Linked DNA regions of Sus scrofa: region 2 is linked to region 1. A link is a contact called in public Hi-C data. All regions are on one chromosome and are shown on one strand. The core of a region is the stretch at or near the end of the contact, and the rest is flanking DNA. Distances in the headings are between cores, read along the strand shown. Region 1 holds the start of LOC100153915 (carbonic anhydrase 1). Region 2 has its middle 71 kb from the start of C4H8orf59.

Evidence for each region. A called contact is a pair of places that touch in the nucleus more often than the background predicts.
Region 2: a Hi-C map of liver shows a contact between it and region 1, with 1.7 times the contacts expected there. The contact joins the enhancer-like site here to the promoter of LOC100153915 in region 1. A contact is called at or near these places in 1 of 5 promoter capture datasets (liver), 5 of 47 Hi-C or Micro-C datasets (liver and skeletal muscle) and 1 of 2 datasets of contacts at active chromatin or transcription factors (skeletal muscle).

What each region holds. Positions count from the first base shown.
Region 1 is chr4:51,341,644-51,345,156 of Sscrofa11.1, forward strand. LOC100153915 (carbonic anhydrase 1) reads left to right here and starts at 1,905. Exons shown (of 7, transcript XM_001924183.4): 1 at 1,905-2,060; 2 at 2,542-2,739. The coding sequence starts at 2,024.
Region 2 is chr4:51,396,656-51,400,168 of Sscrofa11.1, forward strand. No RefSeq gene overlaps it. Among named protein-coding and RNA genes, the nearest start is that of C4H8orf59, 71 kb to the right of the region's middle. Within about 2 kb of position 1,831, at least 6 of the 83 cell types and tissues checked have an H3K27ac peak or open chromatin away from gene starts, as enhancers often do. A contact at or near this core is called in liver, where this site is marked.

The sequences.
Region 1 (3,513 bases), core at 655-3,154:
GAGGAGTTTTTGATTCTTCTTATGCAGAATACAAATTTTAATGCCTAATTTGGTTATTGTGAGAATTAAATGAATTAGTGCACATGAACTTTTTAGCATAGCATTTGAGACATATTGGACCCTCAATAAATAGTACATTTAAAATAAGTTCCCTTTTGAAAAGATTGAAAATCAAAATAATCAAAATGGTACAGCATTTGCACTATTTGATAGACTTATAGACAATTTAAATTTCCTTGCTGATATTATACCATAGTTTTTGTGTATAGTAAGCACATTACTTTTATAATCAGAAAAATAAAAAATAAAAAAATAAAGAAGTTCCCATTTAAGTAACAGTTACTTCAGCCTCTTAAATCAGGGAATGGAAGCTTGGGCCTCTTCCCAATCTGTTCATGAGCCATAGTCCATTCTGAATCTGAGCCTGTTGGCTATCATTAGCCAAAAGGGACAAACAGTGTGTCTCCATTCAGCCTTGCCAAAAAGTGTGCCAGATCCCCTTCCTTTAGAAAGCCCAGGAGCTCAGACAATTCCAGAGTGCGAAAGGAGGTATGACTCCCAGGGTATTGAAAAGTGTTACATGGAAGCTTATTTTTTCTGATTGTTTTTCTCTGAACATATTTAGAACTTTGCACAGGTGGACCTAGCCAAGCTCTGACACACATGAGTTGGTTTTTTTCTACCTCCTTGAAAAGTCCTATGGATCTTCTCAGCACCCGACAGGTGGGAAGTCTAGTGTTTAATTGGACTTAAAAGAATTATGGGCATAGAGTAAGAACTAGAAGATCATCTACCTCATAGCTCACCCAGTGTGGCATTCAGAAGAAAACAAGAGGACTTAGAGGCTCAAGTCTGGGATTCTTGGCTCTTGCCAGTTGTGATGAAATCTCTCAACTACAAAATGATAATTCTCACTAGACAGGACTTACGTGTGTGGTGGTGGTAATATAAAATAATTTGAAAGTTCTCTATAAGTTGTATAGATATACAAAAGAAAGTCTTCTGTTTCAGTAGACCTATATTTGATGCGTAAAGTAAATATTGGGTCATATTCAATTTAAATATTAATAAATCCTCCGCTTATGAATTCCAATATTGCTCTAAAACGAAGGACTATCAAGTACAATTAAAAAAATTAAAAAAGAAAAACACTAAAAAAAGATTTTTTTTTTGTCTTTTTAGGGCCACACCCACAGCATATGGAGGTTCCCAGGCCAGGGGTCAAATCAGAGCTACAGCTGTGGGCCTACACTACAGCCACAGCAACGCAGGATCCAAACTGTATCTGGTAGCTACATGACAGCTCACAGCAATGCCATATCCTTAACCCACTGAGTGAGGTCAGGGATCGAACCTGCATCCTCATTGGATACTAGTCAGATTTGTTTCCACTGAGCAGCGACGGGAATGCCCTATAAAAAATTTGTTTAAATAAAGGAATTTATTCTCATCTGTGCATTTTTTGAGATGTACCATTGTGAATAATATATATTACAAAAGATTGTTTATTCTGTAATCTGATTTTAAGTAACATGACCAGTTCCAATCAGTTTGTAAACATGCAAATTATTCTCTTTATTAATTACTGTTTAATATTAAATTATTGCTAGTATTACTTAAGTATTCATCAAGAGTAAAGTTGTAAATCTCAAGTGCACAAAGGCAATTAAACTAAGAAATCCCAAAAATCATATATGGTAATACTCAGCCATATCTTTTACTAACATGAAAAAAACAGGGCTTGGTTTTATGAAACCTAAGATTTTGATATTTCTCTTTCACAATACAAGAAATAAAACAATTGAAGCTGACCTTACCTTGTGGGCTTTTTTAGTAACGCCTGTTTTTTACTGTATATACTTCCTGATAGGTAGAGATGATGAAATAGTGGCCTATTAAGTGAAGGGATATTTCTATAAAAACCCCAAGTGGTGGTTTCCATTGTCAACTGCCTGTTCAGTTGCAGTTAGTTATTTCAAGTATTATCTTTGTTTTCAGAACAAAGAAAACTACATAGAAGATCATGACAAGTCCTGCCTGGGGTTATGATGGTGAATATGGTAAGAGTTCTTCTGTTCATGTAGATCAAATAATAGCTTATTCTCTTTTCTAGTAAAAGAGGTGTTGAGCACTTAAAATAACTATATAGTCATAGATTAATGGTTTGAACTGTCTGACTTTGAATTATAGTAACTTTGAATGTATTCCTACCAGTTGTCCTTTGGATACAAAATATATTCTCTATCTCCCTTTCAGTCTCTCTCTGCAGAAGTACATATTATAAATCTATAATATATAGCTTATATAGTCATCTGACCCCATAGACTATGAGTATGTTACTGGTGTGGACAAAAGCATTATTTTATAGCATATCACAGAAAACAAACATTGAATTTGCAAACATTGAATTTCCATTAAGTTAAACAGATTATCCTTTAAGATACCTAAATAAATCCTAGTCTAATAAACAAAGTTATACTCCTAAAACTTGGAATCAAGCATTTGATCAAGTTTTGATCATAGGTCTGTTTGTCCTGGTAGGTCCTGAACATTGGAGCAAGGTGTACCCCATTGCAAATGGAAACAACCAGTCTCCTATAGACATTAAAACCAGTGAAACCAAACATGACACCTCTCTCAAACCTATCAGCGTCTCCTACAATCCAGCCACAGCCAAAGAAATCATCAACGTGGGACATTCCTTCCATGTCAACTTTGAGGACAATGATAACCGATCAGGTGAGCCAAAAGACCTTTATGATTTTTTTCTTTAACTTTCCTGGAGAAACTAAAACAATAGGGCTTTAAGAAACACAAATGCCTATCCTCAGTCTTATGTACACATGTGTAGCATTGCTGTAATCTGGCCATGCATTTTGAACTTCTAGAAAATTTCCAAGGAGTAAAGATGATTTGGGGGACTCCCAGCTCTGTTTTTTTTCCATCCTCTTCTCAGTGACACTATCCCATCTATTCTGGTTTCTGATATCTTTATGTTCATTTCACACTCTCTGAATAAACAGTATCTTTTGAAAATCTATGAAATATCTTGCATATAAAAACTGAAAAGGCAAATATTTTCTAATTGAGATGAGGGTGGAGGAGCACAGTAGGGAAAAAAAAAAGGTGAAAAATATATTTATTTTTGTGGCCAGAAAATGGCTCTGTAACTGTCAAGTGCTTGGGTACCAATAAGAAAATTTTCTTGCATGCATTGTGCATGGAACAATTTTATGCGTAAGTATACTTGTTTATCTTCCCCTCTCCCTACTAGGTCACAGTGACCAAATTATCTTCATACCCAGAATCCTGCACATTTTCTGCTACATAGGAAGATTTTCCTGAAATGTTACTGAATATTTTATTAAATGACAAGTCCATAAAATAATGCTACTGACCAAAAGCAGAATTTATTTTAGCATTTTCTTACAAGGTTCTGGACCTAAACTTTAGACAGTTTGGATCTATGTCCATTGTTAATATTGAATTAGATCTGGTATTTTGTGTGTTTTA
Region 2 (3,513 bases), core at 581-3,080, 55 kb after region 1:
GTCTTACAGATTTTCTTCCTTTTGTTATTTAACTATTCGCTAACATTCTCACTCCACCTTCTCATTCAAACCTCTGAATTCTGAAGCTGATTGCCTTACATCAGAAGCTGCAGCATCTTAAATATAGTAACAGTATTTATTTTTGAATCAAATTCAGTCAGTTAATCAACAAACCATAGTGGCTTACTTGATATCTAAATATGTTGATTGAAGCCTTTCAACTTTTCCAGAGCTGACTCATTTTTACTAGGATATTGAAGGGATGCTCTGGGCTTATCTTCTTAAGAAAGCAGTCTCCAGCCACCCTTGTCTTTTCCCTTTAGAACTTTTTTTTAAACCATTTTTTTTTTTTTTTTTTTTTGGAAAGTACCAAACACCAGCAGTGACATCTAGTGCCTGAATCCAAAAGGAATCTGGAACTACTAGATTGTTCTTCCATCGCCCTGGCTGACAGATGGTGTTCATTCCAACACTAAGATTTCTTGAGTTTCTCTGTGATAATTCCTTTAAGCTCTTCTTGTCTAAGATGCACAGCAAACTCACTATGTCAATATTATGCTCATTTTGTGTGGATTAGCAAGAGACCTGAGATTAGCAAGAGCCAAGGCTCACAAGTCTTTGCACTTACTCCTCCTTCCTGCTGATGAGAAAGAGTACTCCTCTGTGACCACTATCCTTAACCTCAGATCTGAAAATGTGCAGAATGAAGTATTCAGATTGGCCCCGGATGATTCAATATGGGAGGGGAGGGCCAGAAACCCTGAAGATTTTCCAAAAGCCTTTACCTTTCCTAGAAAAGCTAAAGAAAAAAAAAAATCCACTTTTCTCTTAGATGAGAAAGCAAGAACCTGATTTCTCTAGAAAAATCCTAATTATGCTCCCTTAATTTTTGGTGAACACTTTTGTGAATTTTTTGGGTTCTGAATTCCCCTAATTGGAAGAATGGCCCCAGAGGAGAGGAGGCATGTGTGTGGTAGATGGATCTACAGGGGATCTGAGGGAAGAAAGCTAAGTGAGCAAGGAGTTAGTGCCTTTAATGAAGTCTTTGAGCCTCAAAGGCAGGAATGAGGTCTTGATTCAACAGAGAATGAGGACTGAAGAAAGAATGGTCTCTAGAGTTCCGGTTGTGGCTCAACAGTAACAAACCCGACTAGTATTCATGAGATTGCAGATTTGATCCCTGGCCTCGCTCAGCGGATCAAGGATCTGGCATTGTGGTGAGCTATGGTGTAGGTCACAGACATGGCTCAGATCCTGAATTGCTGTGGCTGTGGACTAAGGCCAGTGGCTGCAGTTCTGATTCTACCCCTAGCCTGGGAACTTCCATATGCTGCGGGAAAGGACCCAAAAAAAAGAAAGTGATCTAACTCTACCAAGAGGGAGATGGTGCCAAAGAAAAGGACCATGTGTACAAACACAGATACCTCTAGAAAACTTTTCTTTTTTTTACACATCAGTGACAATGCTGGATCCTTAATCACTAGGCCACCAGGGAACTCTGAGAAAAAAGATTTTAATAAGTAATTCTGATACCTGCTAACAGACCCTGAGCACTGCTGTAAGACCCTTCCCCCCGCCCCCACCACCCCCGGCCCACATCTAGTCCATCCCTTTTGCATAGAAGGAGAACAACTCACAGCTAAGACTCTGCCATTGATAGGAAACACTGGAAAGGACGACCTTTATAGAAGCACCAGTTAAGAGCCACCCAGCATGAAAGCAGCACTGACTCCAGGAAATTAACAGACAAACTTGCTTCAACCTGAGGCCGCTCCCTCTGATTGTGTGCTTAGCAGAGGCAGAACACAGAGGGTAAATATATCAAAGGTTTTCTGTTAATGAGTACTTCCCCAGCTTTCTCTCCCTTGGCAGGGGCAGAGGAATAGCCCAGTGGAATCGGTATGGTGCCCAGAGGATTAAGAGCTACCAAGAGCTGGTGGCAGGGATGCACCCTGAGGGAATGGTAGCCCGGAGATGCACCTGCAGGAGAAGGGAGAAAGGAGTTAAGAACAAAAGAGAAAAAAAGAGAGAGAGAGAGAGAAGGAATTCCAGGACCCCACGTATGGGCAGACTTATTCATGACACAAATGCGACGCTCTCTGTTTCATACTAAAAAGTAAAGCCAAGGGAGTCTTTGGAAGGGACTGGAATCCAGCACTAGCAGGTCGAAGTCGGTTCTGTGTTAAAGGCCCATGGTATGCAATCTCCTGGTGGCCTGCCTACTTCCAGAGGGAATCAGCTTTTCTTCTCCAACAGCACCACCTGGGGGTTAACAATAGGAACAGATCAGGGCTGCCCTATAACTTCCTCATTTTTCATCCTTTAAAGAGATCATGCCCACGTCAATTTTTTTTCCTAAAGTTTTGGGGGGTTTGTTTGTTCGTTTGTTCTTCCATTTTTAGCTGCCCCTGTGGTATGTGGAAGTTCCCAGGCCAGAGATAAAATATGAGCCAGAACTGCTGAACTACACTGCAGCTGCAGCAATGCTGGATCCTTAAACCCCTGCTCTGGGCCAGGTATTGAACCAGCCCCTCCACAGAGACAATCTGGATTACTGACCCACTGTGCCACAGTGGGAACTCTCCTGAAGTTTTATTTTTTAATTCCTGTTAAAATATGCCTTTTCTTTCACCACATATTCTCCCTTTCAAATGCTGACTATTTACTGCAAGAACCTCTTTCTCCTTCTCCCCATCCTCTCCTGTGCTTCCTTTCTCTTAGTGCTTCTCTCACACCAGCAGTGTTGTTTTGGAAGATCTGGTGTCCAGAGCAGAAAGACTGCCTCAGTTTGAAAATATGGCATCCATTAAACTCTGAGGGAGGGACTGCAAGTGAATCAACTAGACAGTAAGATTTATACTCTTGCACATGGCATGAAAACTTGAAGAAGCCTTTCAAAGCACCAAAGCATGATTGTAAATAAGTTGTGAACATATATGTATATGCATTATTGTACTAACTCACATCTTCGGCTGCAAAAATCTTGTCAAAGTTTTTTTAAGGAGCACTGCACACTCTATATGATGCCAAGCTGACATATAAGTCTACACTCAGAGAGTTCTCGTTGTAGTTCAGTGGGTTAAGAACCTGATATAGTGTCTATGAGGTTGCAGGTTGGATCCCTGGCCTTGTTCAGTGGGTTAAGGATCTAGTGTTGCTGTGGCTGTGGCACAGGCTCAGCTGCAGCTCCAATTCAACCCTAGATTGGGAACTTTCATATGCCGTAGGTGTGGTCATGAAAAAAAAGAAAAAGAAAAAAAATAGCCTACACCCAGTCTTCTTCAGCAGCACAAAACTACTCCAGAAAAGTAAAGATTATACTGTGGGAGTTCCCATCGTGGCTCAACAGAAACGAATCTGAGTAGGCTCCATGAGGACACAGGTTCGATCCCTGGCCTTGCTCAGTGGGTTAAGGATACGGCATTGCTGTGAGCTGCGGTGTAAGTCACAGACGCGGCTTGGATCCTGCATTGCTGTGGCTGTGGCATAGGCCGGCAGCTACAGCTCTGATTC